Regions from separate parts of the Mus musculus genome. Here regions 1, 2, 3, 4, 5 and 6 are each linked to region 7. Evidence: chromatin contacts called from public HiChIP or PLAC-seq and promoter capture Hi-C data. All regions are on one chromosome and are shown on one strand. Each heading gives the region's core, a stretch centred on a gene start, on an enhancer-like site or on the middle of the called end of the contact. The rest is flanking DNA. Distances are from core to core; before and after follow the strand shown. Region 1 holds the start of Napa (N-ethylmaleimide sensitive fusion protein attachment protein alpha). Region 2 holds the start of Nop53 (NOP53 ribosome biogenesis factor). Region 3 holds the start of Slc1a5 (solute carrier family 1 (neutral amino acid transporter), member 5). Region 4 holds the start of Prkd2 (protein kinase D2). Region 5 holds the start of Slc8a2 (solute carrier family 8 (sodium/calcium exchanger), member 2). Region 6 holds the start of Zfp541 (zinc finger protein 541). Region 7 holds the start of Tmem160 (transmembrane protein 160).

Region 1 (3,294 bases), core at 491-2,990, 350 kb after region 7:
GCCACTGTTCCCAGCTTCACTCCTCACCAAAAGCCTCCCTCAAGTTCTCAAAGTTTCTTTTCAGCTCAAGAACTTTAAGTGCATGATACAAACGTATACCTTATACCAGAAAGCTCTGCTCTACCAGTGGCTGGGAAGTGGTAAACAGGTGGACACACAGCTGCTCCCCTGGGAGCAGCCCAACTCTACACTTATCTCTCTGGGCCAAAGAGATCAGACACTGAGCCATCAGGAAAACTACTGCTGAAAACTGAGCGGGAGGCACCGCCCCAACACCACGCCTAACCTGAACTTCTTCCCTTGTGAAGACTGAAGAAACACACACACACACACACACACACACACACACACTCACACTCTCTCTAATGAAACATTCTCATCTAACTGACATAGCCTGTCATTAACCAGATGTCTGTGCAGCAGGTATAAACATTTTTCAAGTTCCTTTGCTAAACATTATCTGATGGCAAACAACAAGGGATGGCTTCATCCTCTCCCTCCCCTTCATGTCTTTCTGTCCTCACCCAGCTTATAACAGTCTCTCCCAGAGCTTTCCCCAACTTCCTGGTTGTCTTCTGTATCCTTCCATCCTTGCTTTGGAGGCTTCTGATTTTGTGTCCTACCCCTGCACAGCTCTTCCTCAACACCTGCCTGGACCTTTCCCCAGTGTTCCTCTCTGCCTGTTCCTTCAAGAGCTTTGCCTGCTGCCATGTAGTGTCGTCTCCCCCTACCCCCTCCTATATCCCAAGGCTCTGGCCCTCTCCCCAGACCCCTCAAGCACTCCAATTCCTACCATCTTGGTTTCCCCATCAGCATCTTACACTCTCTGAGTCTGCTTCTTCCTGCCTGATGAGCCTTTCAGAGGGCCAGACTCAATTCTGAGCACAGTACACATAGTTTATACTCATAACAAACTTCTGCAGTTAGTTTTTACCAACAAGCCCTTTCAGAGAGACCTACTCCCTTAAGATAAAGAAACCTCGGAATCGCATCCCAAGCATGGGTTCTGCTGCTCCTAAGTTAATATGGCTGAAGATGGCAAACTTGCATAAACTTTGTGTGAGGTATTTGCCACCTCCTGGGTGTGTTCAGACTCCAGACTTGAGGACCACCTAGTAGGCGGTGGTCCTACCACCCTAATGATTCTCTTGTGTGCCTCATCCTCCCATCACCATTGTCTTGGCTAAAACCAGTGTCACTGTCCATTCATGCTTGTTCCCCAAGCACAAGTCTCCACCTCTCAGTCCAGGCCTCGCCATCAGTCACTCTTAGCAGGGCCCCACTCACCCTCACACCTCGTACTCCGGCTCATCATGCCCAAGGACGCCCCAGCCCGGGTCCCCTCGGTCTGGTGTCCTCACCCCGGCAGCCTGGGCCGCACAGATCCACGGGCACCGGCCTGGGAAAGGCGCGGCCACCAGTCAGCGGGTGTCGTCAGCCATAGGGCCACGGCCAGGGCCTGCAAGGCCGCTGAGGGGCTCCCAAAGTGCAGAGCAGAAGAGCCCGCTCTTCCCCGCCTTGGGCCCAGCCTCGCCCATTGCTCACCCAAAGAGGCCGGAGAAGAAGGACTGCGAGTTCTTCACCTTGCGCTCCGCTTCAGCCAGCAGCGCCATAGCCTCAGCCTGCTTCCCGGAGTTGTCCATGACGTCGCGCAGCTGCTCGGCTCAGGCCCGACACAGCCTGGCGACGACTCACAGGCCCCGGACACCGCGCACTCAGCGGAGCTCCGCCCGCTGCGTTGACGTCACCCAGGCCTGCCACCCCACGTGAACCCTGCGAACCAACCAGTGGGCTCAAGCTGCGAGGCACTCTCCTCCCGGCACGCCCCCTCCGGCTACCGCACTCAGCACCTTGACCCCCCCCCCCCCAACACGTGAGCACACGCCGCTAGCCTCCTGGAACCCCCACAAGCGCATTGCCACGTGACACCAAATAAGCCAATCATAAGCCCGAACCGCCAAGAGCCCACCGCCCCCAAAGCGCGACCTTTGACTCCCTCCAACCAATCAGCAGGCTCTATAGACTTGTTCTGCCACGCCTCGGCGGAACTGGGTCACACTAATCACCTGACCAGTGTCGCGGCGCTCATGTGACGCCTCTAGGTTCATGCTCCAGGTTTGACTGACCCAGCAGTTTAGCTCCGCCTCCTGTTTCGCTTTACGTCATAGTCACTTGGGAAAAAACTGTGCAGTGAAAACGAACCTTCTTACTCCCTCTGGCGATCGTCTCTAGAATTGGCTTGGGGAATCCAGAAGGTCTCCATTTCTAGCTGGATGGCTCAGCTGCTAAAGGCATTTGCTACCAAGTTTAACAACCATATTCCTATTCCTGGGACCCACATAGTAGAAGGTGAGAACTAGCTCCTCCAAATTGTTCTCTAACCTACACACACAATGCCTTTAGGGAGTATCTTGCAGTGCCACACACAGAATGTCACTAGATACTCAGTCCCATGTAAAAAGCTGGGTGTGTCAGCGGGCACCTGTAACAGGAATGGGTGGGTGGGAGACAGGCATATGCCTGGAGCTTGCTGGCCAGCCAGTCTGGCAGAATCAATGAGTTCCAGGGCCAGAGAGAGACCTGGTTTCGAAAACTAAGGTGCAGAACAACTGAAGAAGACTCCTGACATCAACCTCTGGCCTACACACACACACACACACACACACACACACACACACACAGTTAAAAATTAGTGGAAAAGTCTAAATAAAGCATGGACAGTCAGTTATTGACAGTGGTTCAGTATCTGTACTAAATACACTATGCTATAGTAAGAGCAACATCTTACTATAGGACAGAAACTGCTATGTGGGAACTAGCATAGGCTAGTTTTCTGTAAATCTACAGTTATTCTAAAGGTCAGTCCCCAGGGCCCTGCCCACAGTGATTCCAATCCCTATAGTGTGCTGTGGTGCAGGAATCTGTATCTCTTCTTTACTGAACTTCGCTGATTAGCAGGGAACATTTGAGGAAAGTGTTATGTGAGTTGGGTGTTGGGGACAGGAAAAGGCAAAAGACATCTTCCTCTGACCCTTTCCCATTGAACACTTCCCCAAATGTACCTGTGCTCATCATGACTGTACACTGACCTCAGAGCTGGTGAGTCTGGATGGCCACAAGCAGATATGGTTCCACTTCCATTTGCTGCAACGTGTCATCCTTTTGGAGCAATGAGCTATGCAGCAATGGATGACTATATGCCCTCAACCCATAAGGCCAGAACTGCATTTCCACTCATGGAGTTGGGTCACTCAGGGTAGAGCAGTGGAATGAATGCTCACTGCATAGCAATGC
Region 2 (3,393 bases), core at 805-3,304, 510 kb after region 7:
TAGTTAACAGTACTTGCCCTGCTTACACGGGGCTCAGTTTCCCACCTTTTGCATGACCTGAAAACAAAACCCTTTGTAGATCTCTTTGGATGACTACCACTTTCCAGGGGCCTGGGGATGGGGGATGGGTGTGGAGGCAGTGATAGTTGGCTGGCACTTGGATGCTAGGCACCAATATTCTAGATTTGGACCTTTAAAACTGAGTTCATGCATGCACAGGTCTGTGGATCACAGATGTGATGGGGTCTGGAGATTGAAACAGGGTCCTCTGGAAGAGCAGCCAGTGCTTTTAACATCTCTTCAGGCCACATACTCAGCTTTTAATGATAAGTTTAACCGCTGAATAATCTCTCCAGGCCAATTACTCAGCCTTTTTTTTGTTAAGTTTTGGGAACTTAAATTCAGGTCTTTATTGTTTGCCCAGAAAGCTCTCTTACCCACTGAGCCATTCCCCAACCCTTGTTTTTCATTTTGAGACAGTCTCTCTACCCTAAACTCATTCTGCTGTCCAGGGTGGCCTATGAACTTGCCATCCTCCTGCCTCAGTGCCTCTTGAGTAGGTAGGTAAGGTTAAAAATGAACAGCACTACCCAGCTATTTTTTTTTCTTTTAGAGTGTGTGTGTGTGTGTGTGTGTGTGTGTTTTATACAGGCAATTCCATTGGCCTGCTTTCAGGGACCCAGCCAGTGCTTACATCATGACCTACGGCAGCCAGATGTACCAGTAGATGTAAGGACCCACCTGCCACCCCAGCTCTCTCTCTCTGATCTCCACCACCAATGTTCCCTCTCCTTCTCTGTCCCCTCTCTCTGCCCTCATGATTCTGCCCCCCATCTGTCTGCCTGTCTATCTGTCCACTTGTCTGCCTCTGTCCCTTCACCAAGTCCCACAGTACTCTTGCGTTCCCCCCAATAAACCTTTACACTAGGTCTGTTTTATGGTGTAACTTCTCAGGGGTACACCTTGGCCAGGCCCTCCAAAAATACTCCCTTGCCACATTATATTTCATAACGGCGTGTAAGCATATATGCCACCACAGCATACCTTGTGAAGGTCAAGAACAAACAGCTTGCAGGTATTGGCTTTTTCCAACATATGGGTTATGAGGATTAATCTGAGGCTTGGCAGCAACAGCCTTTCTCTACTGAGGTATCTTGGCAGCCCCACACCCAGCATCTTCTTTAATAAAAAGAGTTAAAGAAAATTTGACTGGACTCCGTCCCTTGGCAGTTACTATTTGGGAAGGAGGGGTGTCCTTCAATGGCATACACACTGGTCAGTTGCCTCTGATCTAGTAACTAACTCTTCACTCATTGCTGGTACAAAAAATCCTAGTAAATCCAGTACGTCACAAAACTACAAAGACACAAGGGAGGAGGGCATTTGGGGGAAAGAAGGGTAGTTCAGTAGGAGTGAGAAGGCAAAGGGAAGCAAAAATGGCAAGGCACGTATGAAACTGGTCTACAGAGTGAGTTCCAGGACAGCCAGGGTTATACAGAGAAACCCTCTCCCGAAAAACCAAACCAAGAAAGCAAGCAAGCAAGCAAGCAAACAAAAAACTTGTATAACTAACAAAATGGTTTGAGTAAAATTTTATGATACCGGGTAAGGTAAATTACTCAGAGTGAGAACCAAGAATCCACATAGCCTACTCCCTACCAACCCGAAATTGCAGGTCGAATCTCTGAATTCGAGGTCAGCCTGGTCTACAGAGTGAGTTAACAGACAGCTAGGCTACACAAAGAAACCCTGCCTTTTGTTGTTGTTGTTTTGTTTTTTCAAGACAGGGTTTCTCTGTGTAGCCCTGGCTGTCCTGGAACTCAGTCTGTAGACCAGGCTGGCCTCGAACTCAGAAATCCACCTGCCTCTGCCTCCCGAGTGCTGGGATTAAAGGCGTGCGTCACCACGCCCGGCTCGAACATTTTTAAAATAAGAAGAGACTGAACGTGATGATTTATCCTTTTGCCAAGACGTAAAACTCTCTATGTAAAAACTACGCTTTATCAAGATGGTCGCAAACAGGAAGTGCGTCATATTACGTCACTCGAGACGCGCACGTTCCAAACCGGATATCGGAGTTAGAGCGACTAAGCTCTTCCTTTAAGAAGATGGCTGCGGGTGGTAACAGGGACGGTGAGAAGCGCGGCTCGAGAAGCCAGGCGGACTCTGGCTTCCTGGGGCTGCGGCCGACCTCGGTGGATCCCGCTCTGAGGCGGCGGCGGCGGGGCCCCAGAAACAAGAAGCGCGGCTGGAGGAGGCTCGCCGAGGAGCCGCTGGGGTTAGAGGTCGACCAGTTCCTGGAAGACGTCCGGCTACAGGAGCGCACGACCGGGTACGTGGGGCGGGACTTCCGGTGGCGTGGCCGTGCGCTTTGCGACCTGGTGCTAGACGGACCGGGCATCCCGGCTCGGTGTGGGAGACCTATCAATAGTATCTTTAACAAATAAGCGTGCGAAAATCCCAACAAAGTTTAAGTTTTCCCCTAGTTTTTTTTAAAATTTGAAACAGGGCCTCACTATGTAGGACGACCTGGCACTCGGTATGTAGACAAGCCTGGCTCCGAACTCAAGTTTCCTCTGCCGCCGGAGTGCTGGCATTAAAACCTTTTGCTACAGAGTTTGAATTTCAAGTGAAAGAGAATAAAGTACGTTCACCCCATCGTGGTACATTTTAAATTCTGTGTGAAAGCTCCAGGTGTAGCCCATGGTTTGAGGAAGAGTTGGGATGGGCCCAAAAAGTTAGACCCCTAAGGGTCTGTTATCTTTCCAGCATTACTTTGGCAAATAGTCTGCATTTTTATCCTTCAGTGGCTTGTTGGCAGAGGCCCCAAACGAAAAGCTCTTCTTCGTGGACACAGGATTCAAGAGAAAAGGTGAGGAGTGCTCTTATGAAGTTGTGTGCTGGTGGTTCTCTGAGTCTTGCACCCGTGAGATCTGCATTGATGACATAATTTAAAGCAAAGCACACACACACACTCTCTCTCTCTTTCTCTCTCTCTCATTTTGGAAACAGTCTTGATCACAAGTTTGGAGGGGAGGGGGGATCGAGACAGGGTTTCTCTGTGTATCCCTGGCTGTCCTGGAACTCACTCTGTAGACCAGGCTGGCCTTGAACTCAGAAATCCACCTGTCCCTGCCTCCCCGAGTCAGTGCTGGGTGTGGTTCATCACCACAGTCTTACCATGTATACCATATTGGCCTCAAACTTAGATCTGCTTGCCTCTGCCTCCTGAGTGCTGGAAATAAAGGTATGCTTTACCACTGGAGACTAGAAGGGGCAGTCTTTAGTATAAAGAATTACTTTGAATGGCTTTGAAACAAGCTTGAGATGATTAAGAAAGGTGACCTGTTGTTCATTTTTGTTTGGTTTTATTGAGCTGTATCATTCAGCTTT
Region 3 (3,130 bases), core at 568-3,067, 330 kb before region 7:
TGGGCCTCCACCGGCTCATAGGAGTGAAAAGGTCACAGACCCTGGGTCCAAATCCTTATCCAGGAGCCTCATCTCTGCCCCTCTGCCACAAAAGAATCCCTCCAGAAGTTTGCACAACGTTCTTGTTTGTTTGTTTTTGTGGTTCTTCATAACTTTCATGGGGGGGGGGTGGCTCTTCTTAGGGCAGTCCTTGTATCTTTTATAACACTTCCCTTGCAAGCCAAGGAAGGAGGCCGAGGCAAGAGAGCAGCCTGAGATACTTGTAGCAGACTTGTTTTCAGTAAGCTAAATGATGCTCCTTCATCCCAGCCACTAGGGTGATGGAGGTAGGGCGCTAAGGAGAGTTCAAGGACAGGCTTGGCTGTACGAGACCCTGTACTGTCTCCAAAAAGCGTAACAAGACTAAGAAGGCTTATTATTTTTCCTTCCTCTAAAAGCCCTCCATGTTTAGGCCCGCCCCCAAATTTGGAGAACTTCCGTAAAAGTTCACCCTTCCAAGATGTTAGCGGTCCTGTCACCGTTACCTTATTTTCCTAGATTCTAGAAGGCATGACTCAATCTGGAGGACTCAACCTTGGTGACTAGTGGCGGCACACACGGGTAATCCCTGTACTCAGAGGGGGTAAAGCAGAAAGATTGCACGCTTGCACTGGCCCCTAACCACCCCACTGCCTGGCGGGAACGTACCTCACGAGATCTAGAAAGGAATCCAGCACCTCTTTGGTTGGTGCACTGCGGGCACAGGGGTCTACAACAGAGTCGTTGATGGAGGTGATGGCGGTAACGGCGGCGCCCGGCTTCAGCGCCAGGGCCAAACCCACGCCGAGCGCCGACGCGAGCAGTGTGGTGACCAGGAAAAAGAGCAGCGCCCAGGCGCCCACACGACCGAGCGCGCTAGGGTCCAAGCTGGCTGCACCTCCGATCAGGCTGCACACCACGAGCGGCAGGATGATCATCTTCAGCAGACGCAGCAGCAGCTCTCCCGGGAAGGCGAAAGCGGTCAAGCGCGCGGGACCCAGCGCGTCAGCACCGCCCGCCGCCGAGACCCCCAGCCCCAGCCCCACGCCAGCCACCACCGCAGCCACCGTGAGCAGCACCAGCAGGTTGGCGCGAATGCAGCGGCGCACCCGGTCACGGGAACCGCAGCAACCACCTGCTTTCGCACTCTGGTCCTCTCTGGATCCCAGCGCGGGGCCACCGTTCGCGGTGGAATCCACCGCTACTACCCCTTTGGGGTCAGCCTTAGGGGGATCCACTGCCATGCTGAGCCGTAACAGGGAGGTTCCTTGTGAGCCTGGAGACTAGGTGTGACGTCCTTAGGACCGAGAATGGAGGCTGAAACTTTGCAGCGGTCCTTGAAGTTATGCGTCCACCGGATCTCGGAAACTGGAGGGTCCTAGGCTCCCTGAGCTGTATGCGGAGATCCCTTTATTTTTCCTGGTGATGTCGAATCCCCGAAAACTGGGAGTTGAGAGCGCCTTGTTGGAGTAGGGAACAGCTCTTCAGAGGGTTCTTTGACTCCCTGAAGGAGTAAGGAAACTCAGGTAGCTGAGGTCTTCAGGAAGCTCAACCCAAGTGGCATAGATCCGGGATGCCTTGCTCCGGGAGACCGAGATCCCAGGATTAGGACGCCTGGCTCTCGGACTCTTGGGTACTGGAGCCCTAGAAGGAGTGGACCGAGCGTTTCGGGCTCTGGAGAGAAAAATCAAATTTCCAGATGCAAATAGGAAGCAGCCCGGGGGATATGGAAAGTGGCGCCAAGGAGAAACCTCCCAGGCCGCGCCGCGTGTCTCTGAGGCTGCTAGACGGAAGCGACCAGGATTAAAGGCGGAGGGGCGTGACTTGAAAAAGCGGAGGGCGGGACTTGAAAAGGCGGAGGCCGTCCCGCAAGCGCTGATTGGTTATGGAACATTCGGCGCCAGGTGGCGAGCGAGGGGCGGAGCCAAGATCACAGTGGGCAACCTAGGGTGAATAACAATGCATAGCCAGGGGCGGGGCCGGGGCAAGGGCATCGAGCCAGAAAGGGTGCAAAGCCTCCAAAAGGGGCGGGGCGTTGGGAAACTATCCAACCCACACCCACCCACACGCACCTCACCACTGGTCAAAAGAATCTAATTGTGGATCATATCTGATATTCCACAGAAGGACCCCTAGAAAGGGCAGACAGATGAGTGGCACACACCTTTAATCCCTGCTCTCAGGAGGCAGAGGCAGGCAGATAGATCTCTGTGAGTTCAAGATCAGCCTTGGTTGGTCTACAGAGCGAGTTCTAGGGCTGCCAGGGCTACATAAAGAAAAAGAAACCCAGTCTGTAGAAACAAATTGGGGAAAGGGAGGGAGGAGGGGCCAGTAGGCCCCAACATTGAATGTGGGGGATTTGAACTCAGGCCCTCATGCTTGAGCTGCAACCCAGTCTCTTTCCTCAGATAGTCACAGATTGGGTCCTCCCCACAGGAGCATGGCACATGCAACACACACAAATAAACAAATATATAAATAAATGTAGCAAAAAATATTTAAATGGCCAGTTCACCACAAACATTCTTAGTTTAGACACTGTTACCCATCAACTGTAAGAATAACAGACTTAGAGAGGAGGAGGAGGAGGAGGAGGAAGAGGAGGAGGAAAGAGGTCTGCTGAATCCAGAATCTTTGGGACATGTAGGGTGGGGAAAATGAGGCTGAAGTTTGTGGATCAGGATTGGCTAGGAGCGTTCTGCCCCACTGCCTGCCCCTAGTAAGAGAAATACTCAAACTGGTTCCAGCCAGCTCTTTGGCCCAACCTCCTACCCGGATTCCTTGTGATTTCATCAGTGGGAGAAAGGTCTGGGGCTTCCCAAAGGGTGAAGCAGGGTAGTGAGAGGCTGGGCTGAAGGAGGAGGACAGCCAAGAGTCCCTTCCTGAACTCTGTTGACCACTTGAGAAACGCCCTGAAGAATGGCTCTTTTGGAAAGTCTGGAGCTTGCCTGGAGGTGGAGCAAAGGAGGCTACAGGGCTCAGTCTGTTCTACCAGGCGCTCACCCGCAGCTCTCAGGACTGCAATCCCAACTATGGAAGGATTCCAAGGTCATGACCAGCCTGGGCCACAGACATCAGAGTAAAGATGGGAATGAGGGGCTGCTGGGAAAGG
Region 4 (3,131 bases), core at 472-2,971, 390 kb before region 7:
CAGGCACTTGAACTACTGAAAAAGCATGCTCCTCTCTACCTCCTAGGGTTGGGGGATAGACCCGGGGGGGGGGGGTTGCTTGCTAGGCAAGTGCTCTACCAGCTGGGTTGTAAATTTTCCTAGGATTTGGGCATCTAGTCCCACTTGGTTCCTTCTGACCATGATACTCAAGGCGAGGAACCTGGATAGCCAAATCTAAGAGCAGCAGGAGGGGCATTGATTAGGCGGGGAGAGGGGTCTGCAGGGATTTTGGGGGGTGCCAAGGAGATACACAGGAGTGCCTTGCTCCTTCACACCCCATCTCAGGCCTGGGAAAGGATAGGGATTGTACCCCGAGACCTTGCTTGCCCCTGGCAGCTTGTCCACACACCCACTCACACATGTCACCCGATCACCATGGCCAGTATGGCTTCAATTTCTACTGTTTCCAAAGACCGGAGGCCCAGGATGGGCCCATCAGAAGAGCTCTTCCTGATCAGCTGCTCCCACTTGCCCCTTCCTCCCAACTCCACACCTGGTAGGCCCCTCCCTTCCTCCCTGCTCGCTGCAGAAAACAACAAGCAGCGACAGGCAATTTGGGGAGGCCTCTGGGCACCCCACCCCTATCCGGGCCTCTCTGAAACCGGTGGTGGAGTGAGGACACGACTAGGGTGTAGTGCCCCTCCTCGTCTGTCACCTAGGCCCCTCTCTGGCCTCCCAACAATCTCAGGCCACCTCCAAAGCCTCCTCCTTTATCATGAGAGCCCCCTATGCCCTCACCTTCTGGTCCACGATAGAACAGGCTAGTTGCTTCACATGAGCCAACTCTGAGGCAGCCGGCAACAGCACGAACTCTCGGGTCAATCCGATCTGGATATGGAAGGAGACCCCCGAACCCGGAGCCGGGATCTGAGGCAGCAGAGGTGGCGGCGACTGGAGATCCAAGCCACCGGGGGGCGGAGGAGACCCGGGCCCCGGAGAGCCGGGGAGTCCTGCGGGATGGGAGGGGGCGGCGGCCATGGGGGCCAGATCCAGATCTGCCGCCCAAAGCTCACCAAGGACCCTGGGACCTAGATCCGAGAGCTCTCTTGCGGTGGTGGTAAGAACGCAGGCATTTGAGAGAGAAATCTGTCAGGTTGAGAGACGCGAGGATGGCGGGATCCTGGGCAATGAGAGAAAAGGCATCTAGTGGGTCACACGCCGGGAGTCAAGAGAGCAGAGTTCAGAAAGAAAAACAGTGGTTTGGGGAAGGGTACCCAGAGATTGGAAGGTTGGAAGAAACCAGGAAAGAAAGTCGGGTAGGGCAGGGTCCCTGGAATCAAAAGACACTGCGATCCAAGGCCCCTGGAGAAAGAAGGCTGAGAGCAAAGCAGAGGGAATGCCAGGATCCGGTGGGTTTGACGGCAGGACCAAAGTCAGGGCAGGCCTGAAGATGCTCTGCCTTGGGGGTAGAAAACGGGAGTCTGACCAGGGATCTAGTGGATCGTAGGAACCCGACTGGCTCGGGGATGAGGAGGGGTTGCCAGGGCCAGGGCTGAAAGAAGAGACTCTCACAGGTCGTGAAAGTCGGAGGAAAGTTGGATCAGGGGCGGCGGAGGAGGGAGCGTTACCGAAGGCGGGGCGGGTCGGGGACAAGGGAGGGTCGCACAGCGCGGGTAGCTCTATTTTTCCCCCTTCAAAGTTTAAGTCGGCAGCGGCGGCCCAGAAGGAAGTCTCAGGAGCGATGGCACAGCTGGCCAATCAAAGCAGGGCACCGTGACATCACAGGGCGGGCCTTACTGGGACGGAAGGGGAAGGCGGGACCCCGCACCAGGGAGTTGGGGGGAATTTGGTGGCTGGGGGTAGGAGGGCGGAAGGGTCAGCGTTTCCTCTGCACAGTCCAGCCTGGAAAGTTGACTTTTCGCCGCAGTTCACCGCGGCACGCGAGAGGGGCAGGCGCTTTGTCATTGAAGGAGTGAGCTGTCAGACTGGCACGCATCCGGCGCCCACCGCAGGGAAAGGGTCGGAAATCGTTGTCAAGTCCGGTGGCTTTACAGTTTCTGCTACTCAACCTGCCCCCAACACACACACACACACACACACACACACACACACACACACACACACACACACACACACACACACAAAAGCGCGCGTCCCCAGCTCAAAAGCCCAGTATATAAGGTGGGAAGTCGAGGAGGCCTTAGGATGCACAAGAGAGCTTAATTTCAGGTTTCTCTCCAGAGAGTTGAGGGTACAAAGCCTGTCCCTCCAACCAAGGTGGCATGACAAAGGACACCACCACTTGATAGACCTCCTGTGAGACCAAGTGCCGACATCTTTCTGGCTGTGTGACTTCTCCACTGTGAGCCTTAGTTTTTCTGTCATGAGGCCGAAATACAGGTGGTGCCTGGACACTGCTAAAGTTGAGTTGATGTGGCTGCCTTTGATTTTGCAGAGGAAAGGGAAGGCACTGAAAACATCCAGGGGTGTCTGGGTGGGTGTGTTAACGGAATCATCCAACATGTGGCTGGTGAGATGGCCAGGTGGGGAAAGGCATTTGAAGCCAAGCTCACTGGCCTGAGTTCAATCCTGTACACTCACATAGTCAAAGGAGAACCAGCTGAGCTACTGTGGGTTGTCCTGACCTCCACCCTTCTCTGAAATAAACAGTAGTGCAATAACAGGAAATCTAAAAAGCTAACATCAACTGAGAGCCTGTGAGTCTGTGTAGTCAACTCTAACTCCATCAAGAGCCGTTCTGACTTTTACTCCAGTAGTCAGGCAGTGGCTACCAATTAGTTTTCACATCCAGGTAGCTGGAGCTTTAAGAGAGCAGCAACTTGTCCACAAGGGCCCCCCCTTACTGGTTCAGCGCTGCTGGGGGCAGCTGAGGTGGGTACAGTGCTGGCTGTCACCACATCCGGGGGCAGAGGCTGGGGAAGGAAGTCTGAGGCTGGAGTGAAAACCCAAACTACCACCTGGGGAAGTTGCAAAGAGGGACAGGGGGAGGCAAGGCCACGTGGAGCTCACAGCCTGGCTAATGAGTGTCCCCTAAAAACCACATGCCTACATGTACCTTCTAGACAGGCATGTCCCCAGCATGTTTGACTGCCTGCTTCTGGGACTCACGGCCCCCTTTACCCCGTGACCCTGGGGCAGGTCTAGAAGGC
Region 5 (3,336 bases), core at 57-2,556, 320 kb after region 7:
AAAGCTCACCCCAGCTCTGGCCCAGGTGTTGGTTAGCACCTCGCCTACCTTCTCTGGAGCCCTTCCCGAGGGAAGGAAAACGTCAGGCTGAGCCCCTTTGTAGAGTCCCCAGAAGGTTTCTGCTTTCCCACCCAACCTCGCTGTGAAGGTGTGAGGCTGGAGGAAGTGAGACTGTGAGAAGGACCTGTCTAGCCTGATCTTAGAACAGTGCCCAGGAGTAGCACAGTGCCTCAGAGTTGTCCAAAGAATGAATGGACAGTGAGAGATATGGGAGTTAGACTTTGGAAGGACTGGTCAAATGTTATTACACTGGTTAGGCTGTAGGCAGGACCAGTCTCAGAAAGTCAAGGTTGAGAGGATGGAGAGACCTGGGCTAAAATGGGGTGAGGAGGAGTTGGGGGCACTTCAGGCCCTCGGGGGAGTCCACACTGCGGGGAATCTGCCTCCTCCAGGTTCCCCGTGCATCAGGGGCGGAGACAGAGGTGTGTGGGTGTGAGTTGGCTGCAGGCAGAGGGAGAAGAGGGAGGGGAGAGACAGACCCAGGTGCCCAGAGACGGACAGACAGACATACACCATACACATGGCGCACGCTGAAAGCGGAGCAGCCAGGACTCAGAGCCAGGGCTCAGAAAGCCCCCGCACTTGACGATGCGGCGCAGCCTGGATTCCCGCAACCCCAGAGGCTCCGGACGGCCACGCCGGGCTCTTACCTGCCTTGCGGCCGGGCCGGTCCCCGCTGGGCCCCCGCGGTGGGCGCCTCCGCCCGAGGAGAAAAGGGAGAAAGAGGGAGAGGAGCCGGGGACTGAGGGAGAGCAGGGAGGAGGGAGGAGAGGGGATGCGAGGAGGGGAACCGGGAAGGGGCCGGGAGGAGGGCGGAGCCCAGGGGAGGGGGCGGGGACAGAGAAAAGGGGGGAGTTGAGAGAGCAGCCCCGGAGAGGGGGCTAGACTGGAGAGGTAGGGGAATACAGCTTGGGAGGAGGCCGGGGGAAGGGGGCGGGGACAGAGGAACTGGGGCGGGGGAATCAGCCGTTAAGAGAGTCTAGGCTGAAGGAGGGAGTTGCCGCTGACGGGAGGGGGTGGGACAAGTGAGCTGGGGAAAGGACCACCAGGAGGTGGGAGAGAGGAAATTTAGGCAGGGTGGTGTGTGGGAACAGGGTAGTTGTGGGTTGGAGGACAGGGACAGCCTGGAAGAGGGAGGAGTTGAAGGAGGAGAGAGAGTGGGCACAGGGGAGCTGGGGAAAGGACCACCAGGAGGAGGGATATAGTCGCTGGAGGAAAAGAGGAGCCAGGAGAGGGTAGGGTTTATGGGAGGGAGTGAGGCCTGGGAGCTCAGACTAGAGAACCGCCGAGGGAGGAGCCAATATGAGGAGGCGTGACCAGGGGCGGGGCTACAGAACAGAGACTATGCCCTGCAAAGGGGCAGGAGGGAGGAGCCCGGAAAGGGGCGTAGCCAAGGAAGCTAGTGGGTGGTAGAGGGGCTTGGCAGGGCTGGGGCTGCAGGTTGCCCAATCTTGGGGTTCAGCACTAGAATCCGAGGACAGCGATGGAGGGCGCAAGTTCGTACACCAGTCTGTGCTGTGGTATCCCAGTCCCTCTCTTTGATCACACACGCATAGCAACCCCTCCATACAAGGGCCCAGAGATGTAGTCATTGCTACAAATAGCCACAGGCTGGCAGACCTGGGGGAAGTGGGGGAAGGAATGTCGGGAGGCAGATCTTTCCAAGTTCACAGGCTCAGCCTGCTCAGAGCACCTTACAGAAGACAGGGAACTGCTACCAGAGTGCCCAGGTACGACAAGAACCATTCCCTCTGCCCCTGCCACGCCAAAACACGGTCTCACTCCCAATCCCCAGAGGTAGATGTTGTTAGCTCCATTTTGACATTACGAGGGGGAAACTGAGGCAGCAACTGTGGCTTCAGGTTCTGTATCTTTACCGCATGCTGTACTGCCTCTTGGCTCGCAAGGCAAGGAAGGATCAAGATCACCCAGTGTGGCGGCACACATCTGTTTGATCCCCATACTCAGGGGGCTGAGACAGGAGGATGGCTGAGTTCCAAGCCATCCCCATAGCAAGACCTAGATCAAAACAGTTTTGGGGGAGGGGGCTGATGATGTGGACCAGTTGGTAGCATGTTTGCCAAACATGCACTAAGCCTGGGCTCTGCCCTCAGTACAGTATACACTATGCATGGTGGTGCATGCCTGCAATCCCAGCAATCAAGAAGTGGAGGTGAATCAGGAGTTGAAGGTTACCCTTGGCTAGAGGCCAGCTTTAGCTACATAAGACCCCTTCTTAACTTCCCCCCAACTGCCAAGTCCTAAGCCAAACGTCCTAGGATTCTGAAGCCTTCAGGTGGTTGACTACAACTAGGTGCACAGGTGCAAGCACTCATGCCTGCAAGTGCACACATGCACACACCTCAGGATGTGTGCATCACTCGCCTTCCCATCACTACCCTCAGGACAAACGCCACTCCAGGCTCCCTCTTTCTAGAGGACAGGTGACAGGTGCTGAGCACAAAATGGTACAACAGGAAGAGAAGGCTGGCTTTGCCAGCAGCGTGCCCGCTGCCAGCTCTGGAGGGACACTCTTGGGCCTGCTGCCAGGAGAGGGAAATTCCAACTCCCTGAAGCTTCCCACGCTTCGGCCTGGCTTTTGGAAGTTGGAGCCTGGGAAGTCAGGATCTTGGCATCTGATGTCCTTTGCAGTGCAGGAGGGTGGTCAGATTTACAGGTGGACTTCCCTAGCAGGAGTGACAGCTACCTACCCAACCCCACAAACACATATTCCTCCAAGGAAGCGTCCAGGCCCCACCCCCAGCCTGGAGTCCCTCTCTAATATTTTACCAACCCTACAGACCCCAATTCTATTCCTGGTTAGGGGTTGGGGAAGCAACATTTTCTCTGGGCTAAATTCCTCTGGGCCTTGGGTTAGAGACTCTGATGGAACCATGGGGGTGGTGACTACTCTTGTCTCTCCGATCCTTTTGGGCTGTTTAGCTGAGCCCCAATACCTACTTGAGCACAGTATCTCCTTGGGCCTGTCTGCCTTGGTCTAGCTTTGACACTCCACACCAGAATCTATGCTCACTTACTTTGTTAGCCTTGGTCCATGACCAGTCTAATCCCTTTTCTTTCAAGACCAGCCCCCTCCTAAATGGACCAGTAACAGGATCACTTCTTCTCTGGGGCTGAGGGGGTCTGCAGAGGCCTTACTGGGTTCACTGGAGATGCTGAAAATCCCCAAAGATTCCCTAGTCTCCATGGGTCTCCCAGGGGACCCGACAGAGCCTGAAGCCCCTGGTGAGTTCTCACTTGCCCCTCAGTGCTGAC
Region 6 (3,652 bases), core at 489-2,988, 380 kb after region 7:
ACACGCATCTCTTTCACGAGCACTTTTCAGTATCACCACGGCCCAAAGTGAGTGCCATATTACAACCCTGGGCCTGGCTAGTGCCATAGTCAGTCTTCCCATGTGCACTCTCCTAAGTTCCTAAGACTTCCTGCTCTGCCATCATTCCAACACAGACACAGGCCTGGTCACTGCTTGGTAATCTTTGGAGTGGGGCCTGCAGAAATCTTTCCCAGTAGCAAGTTCTTGCTACTTCCTCAGACACAATCCCAATTACTGAGTTTCAGGCATTTAGATGTGGACTTCCCTTCAAACAGTGGGATTATAAACTCCCTGGACCTCTACCCAAGTCAACCCATTGAAGCAACTTTCCAGGAACCAATAAAGAGGATCAGAACCAAACCAAAATTAAACAAGAGAACTCCCTTCCACAGGAGACCAACAGCAAACTAAAATGACACTCACACAAGCTGCTCAATTATTTCACTAATTCTCTCCTTTTCTTCGATGGTTGAAGAGAAAACCTTGGAACTGAATCAAGGCCCTATTTAAGATGAAGTATTACTGACAATATTGGTTGTAAAAAACAACTAGCTGGGCATGGCACAATCTATAGTCCTGGTTCCTGGACAGACTGAGGCAAGAGGTCTGATGGAGCCTCAGTGTTCTGAAAAGATGGCAAGACCTCCCTCTTTTAAAAAGACAAAGCAGGATTTAATCAAGCACCTGTCTGGTACATTATGGTCTATGGGAGGCTTTTGCAGTCTTCTCCTTTTCATGTCTCACCATTGTTCTAGAGCAGTGGGCATGTGAGGATTGGGGTCCCCTTATTTTACATGACATGAGGTCTGGAAAAGCTGGACTAGTACAAGACAGAATGGACAGGATCCCCACTTACTCTGGACAAATGCTCTTGAGATACAGCAGTAATATAAACGTCCCCTACAAGCCTGATGGTCTGCCTCCACACAGATCAAAGATGGGGATGCCAGTCTGTGGGATGGCTCGGTGGTAAAAGCACAAGCTACGGAAGCCTGAGGACCTGTATTTAACACCCAGAACCCACAAGCTGACAATTCCAAAGTAGGATAAAAGCCTCCTCTACAAGAAGAGATTTTTGTTTTGTTTTTCCTTTCCTTCCTTCCCTTTATTAGCATGTTGAAGTCAGGGTCTTACTATGTAGCTCTGGCTGGCCTCTATTTGCAGTGTTCCTCCTGTGTTTGTATTCTACATGCTGGAGTTATGAGCAGGCATCATCATGCCCAGCTAAGGAGACCTTTCCTAGCCAATGCCAGCGGATTCAGTCCCTGGCTACCTGCAGGAACTGTAGGTGCTCAGTCCATGAGCAGCCTCACCTTGTAAGGAGGTCTGTGACTCAGAGTCTGCATATTCTTCCAGCAGCTTCACAGAGTCACTGTCCTTCCCCGAGTATAGGGACAGGGTGTCCAGATTGTCCTCTAGCACTTCACTGGGCATATCAGATGTGGAGAGACTGGGGTCAAGGTCCAAACCGCTTAAGCCAGCGTAGAGCAGGTCCCGTGTGCTGGGGCCCAGGTCCCGGTTGAGTGTGTCACTGCAGTTGAGCACTTGACTTTCAGAGAAGGATGGGAGGTGCCCTTCTGATGGAAGTGCTCCCTCTTCCCCAAGACTGTATGGCTCCATGGCTTTCCACTGCCAGGTCCTGGCTAGAGCCCGTCTCCAGACAAGCAAAGCCGTGTCCAGAGTCAGGAAGGGAAGAGCCCTCGCTGGCAGCTAGCTCCTGAAAATGAACAAGGACGTATTAGAATCAAGAGGTGGTAGGTGTAGTAGGCAGAATGTAGACTTGAAAATGGAGCCACTGAGATGGGTCTGTTCTTAGCCATTTAACCTTGCTGCACGACCTTGGGCAAGATCCATGAACTCCATTTCCTCATCTGTCAACTAGACAAAAGAATAACACATGGTGGACTGCAGAGTCCTCTGCCTCCAGTTATAAATATTAGAAAGATCAAATAGACTTTAATGTGTGTCTAGGCAGAAAAGACAAGCAAGGAAAATCCCAAGGCCAGCAACAAGGAAACTCAAAGTTAGAGTCTGTGCAGGCACAAGTCAGTCCACTGGGACATCCAGGCCCAAGTTTAAGCCTGGGGATGCTTGTCCACTTGTTCCATGTGGCCAGGAGACACATGAAATACCACTGCACAAAGGGAGGCTTACTGTGTGTGTAAAAGAGCCTGGACTGGGAAAGTCTCATACAAAAAAAAAAAAAAAAAAGTAAATACAATGAGTTTTAATATAGAGTAAATGTTGAAGTTAGGTTGGGGGTGTAGCTCAGTTAGTAAAATGCCTATCCTAGCACACTCAAACTTCTAGGCTCCACTCAGCATCACATAAACCAGGCATGCCTGTAGTCCCAACATTTGGGATATGGAGGCAAGATATCCTTGGGTAAATAGATAGTTTGAGGCCAGCCTGTGTTTCATGAGATGCTGTCTCAATAGTCCTATCACCCTGATCCCCAAAAAGGAATAAAAGAGGAAGTTTTACTAACCACATTCTAAAAATAAAAAAGATTACAAGGAAGTACTATGAAGAACTGTGTTTAGACAGTGCACTCACACAGAAGATAGGCTACAATACACACCCAATGTGTTAAGTCATTGAACTCAGATACAAAAAAATCAATGAGCAAATTTCTAGAAATAGACAGATTATCAAAATTCACTCAGAAGAATATATGAATGATCTTAAAACAAATTAAAAGATAAGGGGATATGCAGTGGTGCCCACCTATACTTCTAGCATGCCAGAAGTTGAGCGAGACAAGTCCTTGAATCCAGGAGTTCAAGACTGGCCTAGGAAAAACAAGCAGGAGAAGAAAAGAAAAGAGAAGAGGGAGGAAGGAAGATAGGGATGAAGAGAGGAGAAAGATGGGGAGGGGAAGCAAAGGTAAGAGGAGAGAGAAATGAAAAGGGAAGGAAGGGAAAGAAAATACTAAATTCATATTGAATTCAAATAATTCTCACCTATCTTACCACAGAAACACAAAACAAAACAACAAAACTTTATTATGTGGTGATGAAACATGCCTTTAATTGCAGCACTTGGGAGGCAGAAGCAGATGGATCTATGTGTGTTGAGGCCAGCCTGGTCTAAAAAGTAAGTTTTAGGACAGCCAGGACTACACAGTGAAACCCTGTCTTGAAAAACCAACAAAACAAAAATCTTTATTAAAACTCTTAGTAATGGTGAAAGGTTCAGGGGCCCAGCAGGCCTCTACAGGAAAATATGACCTGCTGGATGGAGCAGAGCTCTAACTTACCCTAGCCCATCCCACTCCCTGGCTCAGCAGTGGTCATGAAGAGTTAGCTATGTGTCTGGTATGGGTTCCTGATGCTGAAAGAACAGAGTAGAATTTGTTCTTAAAGAACCACAGCCTCCCATCTGACCTATCCTGGTTCCCTGAAAGCCCATGGCAAAGGTCTTGACCTTATTTTATCTAATTTGGGAATTCCTCAGGATGGAGATGAGCTGCAAGAGGACAGCTGCTGCAGTCTGGGGCAGGAACTGATAACCTTAAGCCAAAACAGAAAGCTGGGGTGATGGTGCACTGCAGGATAACAACTCTGAGAAGCTTTCATCTTAGGTCTCTCGCAGCACTAGACACAATCATATCACACCACCCAGCAACCGC
Region 7 (3,609 bases), core at 1,009-3,508:
CTAGTGAGAGGCTGGAGCAGTGCTAGCTAACGGAAGGCTTACTCGGGCTACTGCGACTGCCTCAAAATAACACGGGAAGGGGTGGGGTGGGGGGGGCAGTCCTGGAGAGATGGCTTCAAGGTTAAGAGTACTTGTTGCTCTTTCAGATGGCCTGAGTTCAGTTCCCAGAACCCACATGGTGGCTCACAACCATCTGTACCTCCAGTCCGAGGGGTTCTTGTGCTCTCTTCTGGCTTCATGGGTACCAGGCATGCACATGGTCTCCATATACACATATACACATAAAATAAAAATAAATCTCAAAAAAACAAAAAGGCTGGTGATGTAGTTCAGTGGTCGAGCCCCTGCCTAGAATCCCCCAGTGAGGGACTGGGGGCGTGGCTCAAAGGTAGAGCACTTGGCTAAAAAATTCCAGTGGAAGGATGGCGATGTGTAGCTCAGTGACACAGCACTTAACTAGTAGGCTGCTTTCCTTCCCGTTATAGCAATACATAAACAAACAAACAAACAAATAAAGGCAGACAAGGACTCAAATACATGAGACTTTGTAAAAGGAAGTATGTGAGACTTGGAGGAGAAATTCAATATCCAAAGGGGCTGGTCTGGGGTATAAACAAAGGTGTCCACATAAGTCAAGGCTACTTGGAAACTGTCTGGTGGACTCCTCACAATGCCGATGAAGGAGGTGTAAGAGGAGATGTAACTAGTGAGGCAAGAGAAAATGGAGGGAGTGCTCTCCTTTTCCAACTGTTAGGGTAGGAGGACTCAGAACTGGAGGAAAAGGGGGAGGGGCCCATTTCCCATAGGGATGGTCTGTACTCACCATAGGCAGCTTCCCGGCCCATGTCACTCTGCATGAAGGAGATGACCCCAATGCCGGATGACAGAAGTCCATTTCGGAACCAGGAGAGAAAAGCTGCGGGGAGTTGGGGGATGGAGCTCTGCATCAGCAAGCCCTGCTTCCTAGATCCCCTCTCACCCTATTCAGCCACAAGACAAAAGTATTCTAGATGCGGATCCCTTCCGGGAAGCCCCATGCAAGTCCCATTCCTTTACCCTTCTGTCCCAGACGTTCAAAATCTAGAGCACGAATTGAAGTTTGAGGATAGAAAGTCTTCCCAAGTCTTCCCTTGTGCATCCTGCGGTCTTCCCTCTCTCCCTCAGACCTCTGGGACAAACTTCTCCAGCCTGTCCCTTCCCCTGTGTGGTAACCGCTCCTACCTAGCATGGCCTCATCCTTGCGTCCACACCTCCCCACCACTCAAGTACCTGAGTGCTGCCAAAAGGCTGTTCCCACTACTAGCCCCATTCAACACCAGACCAGCTCCAATCTCTCAACTCATTGCCTCGTTTGAGATTCCTCCCTCTGCAGTCTAGATCACCTCTCCCTCCAATCAGCAGCCACCTTCTCTACCATTGGTTACACGCTGGTCCAATCCGGAACTTCCCCATCTTCTGCGGGTAGCCACACTCTTGTTTTATTCCAAGTGGTCCCCTCTGTCTGTAATCCTAACGGATACCCCTGTCTCAAGCAACTTGTTCCCTCCCAGCTGCCTCTGGAACGGTCTCTCACCTAGGCAGTGTGGTGCTGCCAACTACTTCTTCCTAACCGTAGCCTCCTCCCCACCCCCACTAATCCCTGCTGTACCCCTTTAGCCAGGACCCGAAAGATGGTGTCCTATGCGGCCAGGCTGCAAAATCTCCAACCCCCAACACCGGTTCCCTGCGCTCACATGAGGAAGCTGCCCCCGCTGAGCACAGGCCCTGTTCCCAGCAGATGCTTGCCTTACTCTGGCCACCCACTCCCACGTGCACATTGAAACCCCTCTCCTTGTAGCGCGAACGACCCCGGCCCCTGCCACTGACCTGTCTCATGTGCCTTGCGGAGGAGCCAAGCGTCCGCGCGATCCAGCTCGGACACTGGAGGCGGCGACGCTCCCGCGCGTGGCCCGTGGCCCGGGGCGAAGGACCCGCGCGCGCCCCCGCTGCGGGGCCGCTGAGGAGGCTGCAGAGACCCCCGGAAGCGCAGGCGGGCCAGGCGCGCGACCCGAGCCCACCACCAGCCGCCTCCCATGGCTCGCAATGGGGCCGCGACACCAGCTCCGCCCCACGGGCCTACTGTAGGCTGGAGGTCACATCACTCATGAGGAGCGACACAACCATTGGTGATCTGCCCGCAACTCTATCCCGGAACGCAATACCTATTGGTGTATCTGGCTGTGTCTCCACTTCAGTTATATGTGCCGGTAGTGTGTGACCCACCTTATTTTTATCATCAGACTACAAATCCCAGAGATCAATGTACGGCAGGCAGTTCGACCTGCAGAAGGGTGCGGCGGAATATCTGCTGGGACTTGTAGTTTCAAAAAAGTTAATGCTCTCAACAGCCAGGAAACAAAACTTGTACTAGTTGCTTAGACTAGTTGCAAAACTGTGGTGAACTCACGGAAACAACTACCAGTTACCTCACTAAAGAGGACACATAACTATTTTGTTGTATTCCTCTTCAGTTTTTCTTCTATGCAGATTTTAATAAGATGTCATTTCTGGAAATTCATTCCTGTCTTTACTTAGATTCTTTCCAAAACGTTATTACCGGTACTGGGACTCAAACTTAGTGAGAGTGGCCGAGAGAGTATTTAACAGAAGAGAGACTGCAGAGGAGAAGCAGAGGAGGGGACAGAAGCAACAGACTCAAGACCTGGCAAAGATCTTGATAGCAGCCACAGCCAAACCACGGGACACATAAGAAATGCCTAAAACAGATAGTCTCAGGAGAAGGAGATAAGAGGGAGGGGGCTAAAGATCAAAGGTGCCCCTCCCAAGCCCAGGGCAGCCCTAAAGGTGAAAGGGAACCCAACAACTTGTTTGTAGATAATAAAGTTGAACTTTCTGCCTTGCTAAAACCTGAAGGTAAAGTCTCCTCATCAGTTTATAAGTGACTTTCAGTGGCAACAGAAACAAAAGAAACAACCAAGACCTCTTAGGGGCCCTGAAAAGTTCGGACTATTGTGCCTCCTCTAAGAAGGCTTTACTTTGCTAACTACAGGTGACCTCCCTAGAGCCAGGGGACTCAGGGCCTTGGCATCAGACAATGGCCAATCTGTCACCAATTGCCAGAAGCCGACCCCCACCTTGTGTATACACCAGTGCAGCAATGGCCTCCTGGTTAAAGATGACGCCAGGGTGACTCATTACCAGCCTCTCTTCTTGAATGCCCCAGGATGACTTTTCAGCTGCCCTGCTGCCTGACCCTGACCTTGATCGGTGGGCCTCTGCATGACTGCTCAGATCATATGTGCAGAGCCACTCCGGACAGGAGTATCAACCCACAAAGCTGAACTGGTGGCAGCTCTGACCAAGGCGTTACAGCTGAGAAAAGACAAGAGACACAGATAGCCAGTGTGCCTTTGCTACTGCTGATATCTATGGGACTATTTATATAGAGAGAGGCCTTCTGGCGGCAGAAGGACAGACTAAACTCCGTCCCAGAGGGCAGTGAGACAGCCCAGTGAGTGACCCTAAAAATTGGGCTCCTCATGTCCTTGATTGCCCTAGACCCAGGAAACCTCATACTCTCTGATCAGACAGAAGATGTGATCTGAGCCA

Evidence for each region. Promoter capture Hi-C pulls out the DNA fragments that hold promoters and counts their contacts. HiChIP or PLAC-seq counts read pairs in DNA pulled down with a chosen protein or histone mark. Capture Hi-C pulls out chosen DNA fragments and counts their contacts.
Region 1: a promoter capture Hi-C map of neutrophils shows a contact between it and region 7, with 3 times the contacts expected there. The contact joins the promoter of Napa here to the promoter of Tmem160 in region 7. A contact is called at or near these places in 3 of 39 promoter capture datasets (cranial neural crest, liver and neutrophils), 2 of 484 Hi-C or Micro-C datasets (B cells and CD4 T cells), 1 of 115 datasets of contacts at active chromatin or transcription factors (microglia) and 1 of 9 other capture datasets (adipose tissue).
Region 2: a promoter capture Hi-C map of liver shows a contact between it and region 7. The contact joins the promoter of Nop53 here to the promoter of Tmem160 in region 7. A contact is called at or near these places in 1 of 39 promoter capture datasets (neutrophils), 3 of 115 datasets of contacts at active chromatin or transcription factors (memory CD8 T cells, pancreatic cancer cells and regulatory T cells) and 2 of 9 other capture datasets (adipose tissue and liver).
Region 3: an H3K4me3 HiChIP or PLAC-seq map of bone marrow-derived macrophages shows a contact between it and region 7, with 6 times the contacts expected there. The contact joins the promoter of Slc1a5 here to the promoter of Tmem160 in region 7. A contact is called at or near these places in 4 of 39 promoter capture datasets (the 3T3-L1 cell line, hippocampal neurons, liver and 1 more), 1 of 15 datasets of contacts at CTCF or cohesin (the NIH/3T3 cell line), 5 of 484 Hi-C or Micro-C datasets (B cells, CD4 T cells, embryonic stem cells and 2 more), 6 of 115 datasets of contacts at active chromatin or transcription factors (the SCID.adh cell line, bone marrow-derived macrophages, embryonic stem cells and 3 more) and 3 of 9 other capture datasets (adipose tissue, liver and pancreatic islet).
Region 4: a contact with region 7 is called in a promoter capture Hi-C map of pancreatic islet. The contact joins the promoter of Prkd2 here to the promoter of Tmem160 in region 7. A contact is called at or near these places in 2 of 115 datasets of contacts at active chromatin or transcription factors (memory CD8 T cells and pancreatic cancer cells) and 2 of 9 other capture datasets (adipose tissue and pancreatic islet).
Region 5: a contact with region 7 is called in an H3K4me3 HiChIP or PLAC-seq map of intestinal villus epithelium, with 6 read pairs. The contact joins the promoter of Slc8a2 here to the promoter of Tmem160 in region 7. A contact is called at or near these places in 2 of 39 promoter capture datasets (the C10 cell line and cranial neural crest), 1 of 484 Hi-C or Micro-C datasets (CD4 T cells), 3 of 115 datasets of contacts at active chromatin or transcription factors (bone marrow-derived macrophages, embryonic stem cells and intestinal villus epithelium) and 1 of 9 other capture datasets (liver).
Region 6: a contact with region 7 is called in an H3K4me3 HiChIP or PLAC-seq map of bone marrow-derived macrophages, with 4 times the contacts expected there. The contact joins the promoter of Zfp541 here to the promoter of Tmem160 in region 7. A contact is called at or near these places in 3 of 39 promoter capture datasets (liver and pre-B cells), 1 of 484 Hi-C or Micro-C datasets (embryonic stem cells), 1 of 115 datasets of contacts at active chromatin or transcription factors (bone marrow-derived macrophages) and 1 of 9 other capture datasets (adipose tissue).

What each region holds. Positions count from the first base shown.
Region 1 is chr7:16,097,026-16,100,319 of GRCm38.p6, reverse strand. Napa (N-ethylmaleimide sensitive fusion protein attachment protein alpha) reads right to left here and starts at 1,740. Exons shown (of 11, transcript NM_025898.4): 1 at 1,546-1,740. The coding sequence starts at 1,643.
Region 2 is chr7:15,944,769-15,948,161 of GRCm38.p6, reverse strand. Nop53 (NOP53 ribosome biogenesis factor) reads left to right here and starts at 2,054. Exons shown (of 13, transcript NM_133831.3): 1 at 2,054-2,332; 2 at 2,808-2,872. The coding sequence starts at 2,109. Gm24576 (a long non-coding RNA gene) reads right to left here and starts at 2,069. Exons shown (of 2, transcript XR_391165.4): 1 at 1,862-2,069; 2 at 372-1,701. It also overlaps a transcript of Ehd2 not described here.
Region 3 is chr7:16,780,033-16,783,162 of GRCm38.p6, reverse strand. It overlaps Slc1a5 (solute carrier family 1 (neutral amino acid transporter), member 5), which reads right to left and starts at 1,817. Exons shown (of 9, transcript NM_009201.2): 1 at 688-1,817. The coding sequence starts at 1,262.
Region 4 is chr7:16,841,492-16,844,622 of GRCm38.p6, reverse strand. Prkd2 (protein kinase D2) reads right to left here and starts at 1,721. Exons shown (of 19, transcript NM_001252458.1): 1 at 1,590-1,721; 2 at 760-1,141. The coding sequence starts at 999.
Region 5 is chr7:16,127,796-16,131,131 of GRCm38.p6, reverse strand. Slc8a2 (solute carrier family 8 (sodium/calcium exchanger), member 2) reads right to left here and starts at 1,306. Exons shown (of 10, transcript NM_148946.3): 1 at 711-1,306.
Region 6 is chr7:16,069,931-16,073,582 of GRCm38.p6, reverse strand. It overlaps Zfp541 (zinc finger protein 541), which reads right to left and starts at 1,738. Exons shown (of 16, transcript NM_001099277.2): 1 at 1,335-1,738. The coding sequence starts at 1,641.
Region 7 is chr7:16,451,428-16,455,036 of GRCm38.p6, reverse strand. Tmem160 (transmembrane protein 160) reads right to left here and starts at 2,258. Exons shown (of 3, transcript NM_026938.1): 1 at 1,867-2,258; 2 at 824-916. The coding sequence starts at 2,074.